Linked DNA regions of Sorghum bicolor: region 2 is linked to region 1. Evidence: chromatin contacts called from public HiCAR-type data. All regions are on one chromosome and are shown on one strand. The core of a region is the stretch at or near the end of the contact, and the rest is flanking DNA. Distances in the headings are between cores, read along the strand shown. Region 1 holds the start of LOC8064580. Region 2 holds the start of LOC8064126 (probable WRKY transcription factor 3).

What was found. HiCAR-type assays count read pairs that join an accessible place to other places.
Region 2: a HiCAR-type map of leaf shows a contact between it and region 1, with 4 times the contacts expected there. The contact joins the promoter of LOC8064126 here to the promoter of LOC8064580 in region 1. A contact is called at or near these places in 1 of 4 Hi-C or Micro-C datasets (leaf) and 1 of 1 datasets of contacts at active chromatin or transcription factors (leaf).

Annotation. Positions count from the first base shown.
Region 1 is chr8:50,345,658-50,348,357 of Sorghum_bicolor_NCBIv3, reverse strand. LOC8064580 reads left to right here and starts at 1,376. Exons shown (of 2, transcript XM_002443194.2): 1 at 1,376-1,714; 2 at 1,826-2,700. The coding sequence starts at 1,897. LOC110437674 (a long non-coding RNA gene) reads right to left here and starts at 1,733. Exons shown (of 2, transcript XR_002455588.1): 1 at 1,601-1,733; 2 at 926-1,515.
Region 2 is chr8:50,602,274-50,604,973 of Sorghum_bicolor_NCBIv3, reverse strand. LOC8064126 (probable WRKY transcription factor 3) reads right to left here and starts at 1,434. Exons shown (of 4, transcript XM_002442153.2): 1 at 787-1,434. The coding sequence starts at 1,206.

The DNA of each region.
Region 1 (2,700 bases), core at 127-2,626:
AATTTCAGCTCTCGCCCTGATGCTTGTATTTTGACCCTAAAGAACAGAGACAAGTAGACAGCAACAAATTTCGAGACAGAGGAAGTCATGGCTAAGCTACAAACCGCACGGTGCCGAATCGGTTCTAACGCATAATGAAGTCACCTAAATTGGTTATTAATTTAGAAAATAAAGTCAAAATGGTCCTTATAGTTCGAAAAGGATGCATCATATGGATCTGTTTGGTTCTTTAATTAACTCTAGATCAGCCAAAATTAGGACGAGCAAATACGGCGAGCTTGCAGCCATTTGTCAAAGCTTTGCTCCGCTTTTGTGCATGCATGCCGGCTAAGGCCTTGTTTAGTTCACCTCAAAAACTAAAAACTTTTCAGTCGTCACATCAAATCTTGTGGTACATGCATGGAGCATTAAACATAGACGAAAATAAAAACTAATTACACAAATCGTGAGATAAGCCTAGTTAGTCCCTAATTAGACAATATTTGTCAAATAAAAACAAAAATACTACAATAGCCCAAAACAAAAAATTTTAGAAAGGCTAAACATGTCTGGCATACCACACCTCTGGCGAGAAGCAAATACCGGCCTCAGTTTCAACATCTCTGGCTTTGCAACATGCGGAAGCCAATTAACCAAACATAATGGCCCCATCACATGGAATTTTTTTCTTAACAAGGCGCAATGATGTTCACAAGTGTAACCACCAACCAAGTGTGTCCAGAAACATGGATTTATTTTGAGTTACCCAAACGGTCTCTAAATCCACGCCTTGTTTAGTTCACCCAAATTCAAAAACTTTTCAGGATTCCTTGTCACATCAAATCTTACGGCATATGCATGGTACATTAAATATAAATTTAAAAATAACTAATTGTACAGTTTATGTGTAATTTGCGAGACGAATCTTTTAAGTCTAGTTAGTTCATGATTGAATAATATTTGTCAAATACAAATAAAAGTGCTATAGTATCAAAAATCCAAAAACATTACGGATCTAAAAACAAGGCCCCAGTCCACACCAGCTCGCTGTTCCGCCCCCTTACCTTGAATTGAATGACTGTCCATGTACGTCCTCACAATTCACAAACAGACCAAGTCAAGTTCAAATATGGGTTGCCGGTGGCCCTGCAAGGATCGGGCCCACAGGTCAGCCGTCAAAATGGCGCCAACGACACCTAACCCCTCCAGCCAGCCAACAGACACCCCGTCGTCGTCTTCGTCTCCAAAATCAAACGGACCCCACCCGCGTGCTCACCGTCCCGCCATGTTTGACCTCCTCCTACCACCAATCTCTGACTCTGACCCCCCGCAGCTTCTTCACCAAATCGCCCCTGATCCAATCCATCACCATCCACGCCTGTGCCACGCCATTAAACAAAGAACAGGCGGGTTGCTGCCTGCGGCCACCGCCGTTTCTCCTCCTTGACCCGATCGCCTGCTCTGCTTCCTACACCCCCGGGGCCCCGGCCACCGGTGACGCTAGCGGCAAACCCATTTACTCCTCTCGATTGCTGCCTGCAGATATATATGCAGGCGAGATCAGTCCTGCCAGGAACCAGCCGCCAAGAAGATACCGCTAGGTACCAAGCTACCTACCTACCTTGTCATTCTGGAGTTGTTGGGTAGTACTCCGGCGAGCTCTGCTAGGCAGTCAAGCTCGCGCATGGCGCGCGGCTAGTGAAGTGAATCGGCGCAGCTCCGGTGCCTGCTGCCGGTGAGTTCTTCCTTCGTGTCGCCGGCCCTGCAACCCTTTGATCTGCTTCTTTCTAGTCAGAAGATGAAACACAAGCTTCAAACCTGACCAACTCATCGTCTTCCCCTGCAGATTCACTCTACTTGTAATTCTTGACGGAATCAAGCAAAGATCTCGACTCCACTGCCTGGTCCGGACCAGAGATGGAGGTACAGATGGCCGCACAAGGCCCCAAACCAACGGGACGCGGCAGCACGCCGTCGCCCTCTGACTCTCACCACGGCGGCGGCGCCACCGCCAAGCCCGTCCCCGGCTACCTCAGGCCGTCGGCCGGCTCGTGCCACCACGTGTGCAAGTACGGCGGCACGCACACGTTCGAGGATCACAAGGAGGCGCACAGCAGGCCGCAGCAGCCGAGGCCGCCTCGGAAGCAACCGCCGCCGCCGGCTCCAGCTCCGGCTCCGGCGGAGAGCCACAACCACAGCAGGGTGCTCGTCAAGGTGCGCTCCGTGTTCCGCAGGCGTGTCGGGGACTCCACCACCACTGCTACTACTCAGAAGCCTTCCAAGGCGGCGGCCGCCGGCAAGGCCAAGGCCGCCAAGGAGGGCGTGAGCGTGGAGTGGAAGGACATTGTCGCCTACGACACGGTTCCACTTCCATCTCATGGATCGTCATCCCCGGGCCCGGAGCTTGGTAAAACCTCAGCAGCTCATCATGTCACCGCCGGCTCCGGCGACGCCGCCAAGAAGAAGGCTGTGATGAAGAAGGGGAAGAAGTCGTACGGCAAGGCCAAGGTCCACGAACAAGTACATGGCGATGGCGTAGTACAAGCTCCCCAAAATGAACCATTGGGCACCGTCACCAACGCCAACACTGACTCTAAGAGTGTAAAGCCTCCAAAAACGAAGAACAAACCTGCAGCGGTGTTGCTCGTCGAAAACATGGGTATCGACCAAGAAACGCTTCAAGGGTACCAAATTCTGTCCCCTTCTCTAGCACAAAGTCGC
Region 2 (2,700 bases), core at 185-2,684, 260 kb before region 1:
TAGATAGAACACCAAAAGCAAGAAGCAAGTAACATTTGTTTTACAGGAAAGTTTGTCCTATCAGTATCAAGATAGTGTGCCAACTTGCAACCATCACACTGGCAGTAGTACAATTATGTTAATGCAATGCAATGTACCGTATCACCACTTGGCAATTGGCATTTCTAAAAGATCAAGAAGCATCACCTATCTATCTTAGTAGGCCGATATTATTCAGTGCCCTGAAGTGCCACACACAAATATAGTAAGGTGGCTTTATGCGTTTCGGGACAAACATATGGGCCTGATCTACATGATCAGTACTACATTATATGTAACCATCTCACTAAAAGCACTGACGGAACTGCAAAAGTGGCACCTTTCAGAAGTTCCAGATTCCCATGTTGCTTGAAAAATTCTTTCCTGTTTTTTTAGCATCATCCAAAAGTAAATCCCGTAGATGAACAGATTGATGAACCCAGATTAAAGCCATGTCACAAGCGAAAGAAATGGAACATGTTTCACAACAATCTATGAACTATGAAAATAAGGAACATAAAAAACCGCTTTTTGTGTTAAAAATAGAAACAATAACACTCTTGTCTCTCTTAATATCTCGCAGTAACGCTACCGTAGTGCAACACTATAAATACGACAAAAAAAGGCGATTATAGCATACATACGGTTTTAACAATTTTATCAGCTCGCAAGCAAGATCCAAAAAAAAAATCTGTTTTTTCGCGCCTGAAACAAACAAAAGCTAATATTTTCTTCCAGCAAGAAGTTGCAGCCGGTGTCACGACGTACCATGGCGGGCGAGAAGAGCAGCCCAGGGGAGTCGAGCAAACCGGAGGGGCTGAGGCCGGGGGGCACGGTGAAGACGGACGCGCCAGCGGACGCCGACGCCGGCGGAGCCACCGAGAGCGCCGGGCCGGCCCTGGCGACCCCGCCTCCTCCTCGTCCCCTCTCCGCCTCATGCTGCTGCTGCGGAGGCGGCGCGAGGGAGCCGGTGAGGAGCTGCGTGAAGGTCGTCGCGGCCCCGGAGGAGGAGTTGGCGCCTCCGCCTCCGCCTCCGCCGCCGTCGCTGTCAGAGGAGGGGAAGAGCGCTGAGGCGAGCGTGAGCGGGCCCGGGCTGGCGTCGCCGGCGCCCGTGAAGAGCGACTCCGCCGCCGAGCGCGGTGGCAGCGCCAGGCGCGGGCGCGGCGGCGGCGGCGGGCGCGCGGACATGGTCGCGGACAAGCGGCGGAGGCGAGAGAGGAAGGAAGACTAGAGAGAGAGAGAGAGAGAGAGAATTCCCCTCTTCTTCTTCTTCTTGGTTTCCGGCGTTGACTTTGGTTTGTGGAGGTTTTTTTGGGTTGGGTGAGCAGACTCTGACTTCGGCTCCTCTCTTCCTCTCCTCTGCAGTGTTTGTGTGTCTCTCGTCTCTCAACTCGTTGGCTTTCGGAGTTCGGAGAGGGGGAAGGAAAGGGAAGGAAGGAAGGAAACCAAAGCTTTTTTTTCTGCTTTATTAGATTTTTGCCATGATAGGAGTATAAAGATGTCAGTAGATATTTTGGCTTTTTGATTTACACACAGAAAATCTTTTGCTACTTCACCACAGTCTGGTTAATTGTTTGAATGACGCATGTTAATTGTTAGCTAACTAGTTTTTAGTTTGAATTAGATCTTGTACATCCAAATAGAAAAGTGAAATATTTTTAAATTCAGTTTTCAACAAATTGTTGGTCAACCACGTGTTGAGCACTATTCCCTCAAAAAATAATTTGAGCGCTCAATTAGTAAATAACCATATATATCGAAATAGGCTCTTAATTGATAAGATGGATCCTGATTCCAACTCTTATTGATAAGTCTAGTAGTGTTGTACCTGCTGTGTTTAGTAGTATGCACTAATGATATATAGTCATCCGATAAAACTCTATAGCGTTGTGGTTACGACGCTGTAAGCCTAAAACTATACGGGTGTTTGGTTGCCTACCACTGTATACCATAGGCAAGTTAAGGTTGCCACAGGCATAAAACTATTGTTTAGTTTAGCACTGACTTGAGGCCAGTCATAGCTTTTTTTTTTAACTAAATGAAGGAGAGAATTTCGTTACAACTATGGTGACCAATTTCTCCGTCAAACTTTTATGGTAATGTCATAATATACGTGGCTCACAACGGTAGGTAACCAAACACCCTCTAGGTCTAGAGCCACAGCCATAACCTTAGCTATAGCGAGCAGAGCCATATACTTGTACGTTGGTAAGTATTCTTTTGGGAAATTTGAGACATGTCATTTGAGTCAGTTTTATAAAGTATGGTAAAGACATTTCCCTACATGTAAACTATCACAAAACCCGCTTAGTGTGTACGGGGTAGTTTTTGTAGCTCCATTTGGCGCATGTAGTTGTACCAGTAGAGTGCGCATTCGATAAAACAAAGCGATGGGAAGAAGAGAATGTCAGTGTCATCACTCGGATTTTTCTAACAGAGTTTATTCAGGGTCATCCAAATGGGAGAGCTAGACAGCTTGATTTCCTCCACCTCGGCTCCAAAGCTGCTTTTTTTTTTTGAAAATCAAAGCTGCATATTATAGTAAAAAGTAACATACATGTCCCAATTCGGGAAATAATCAAAATAACTACTGTAGGTAATTTACCTTTTTTTTGTTCTTTCTTTTCATCAATTCGTCAAATCAGACGGAACAAAAAATAAAAATCGGACGTTGAAGGGAAA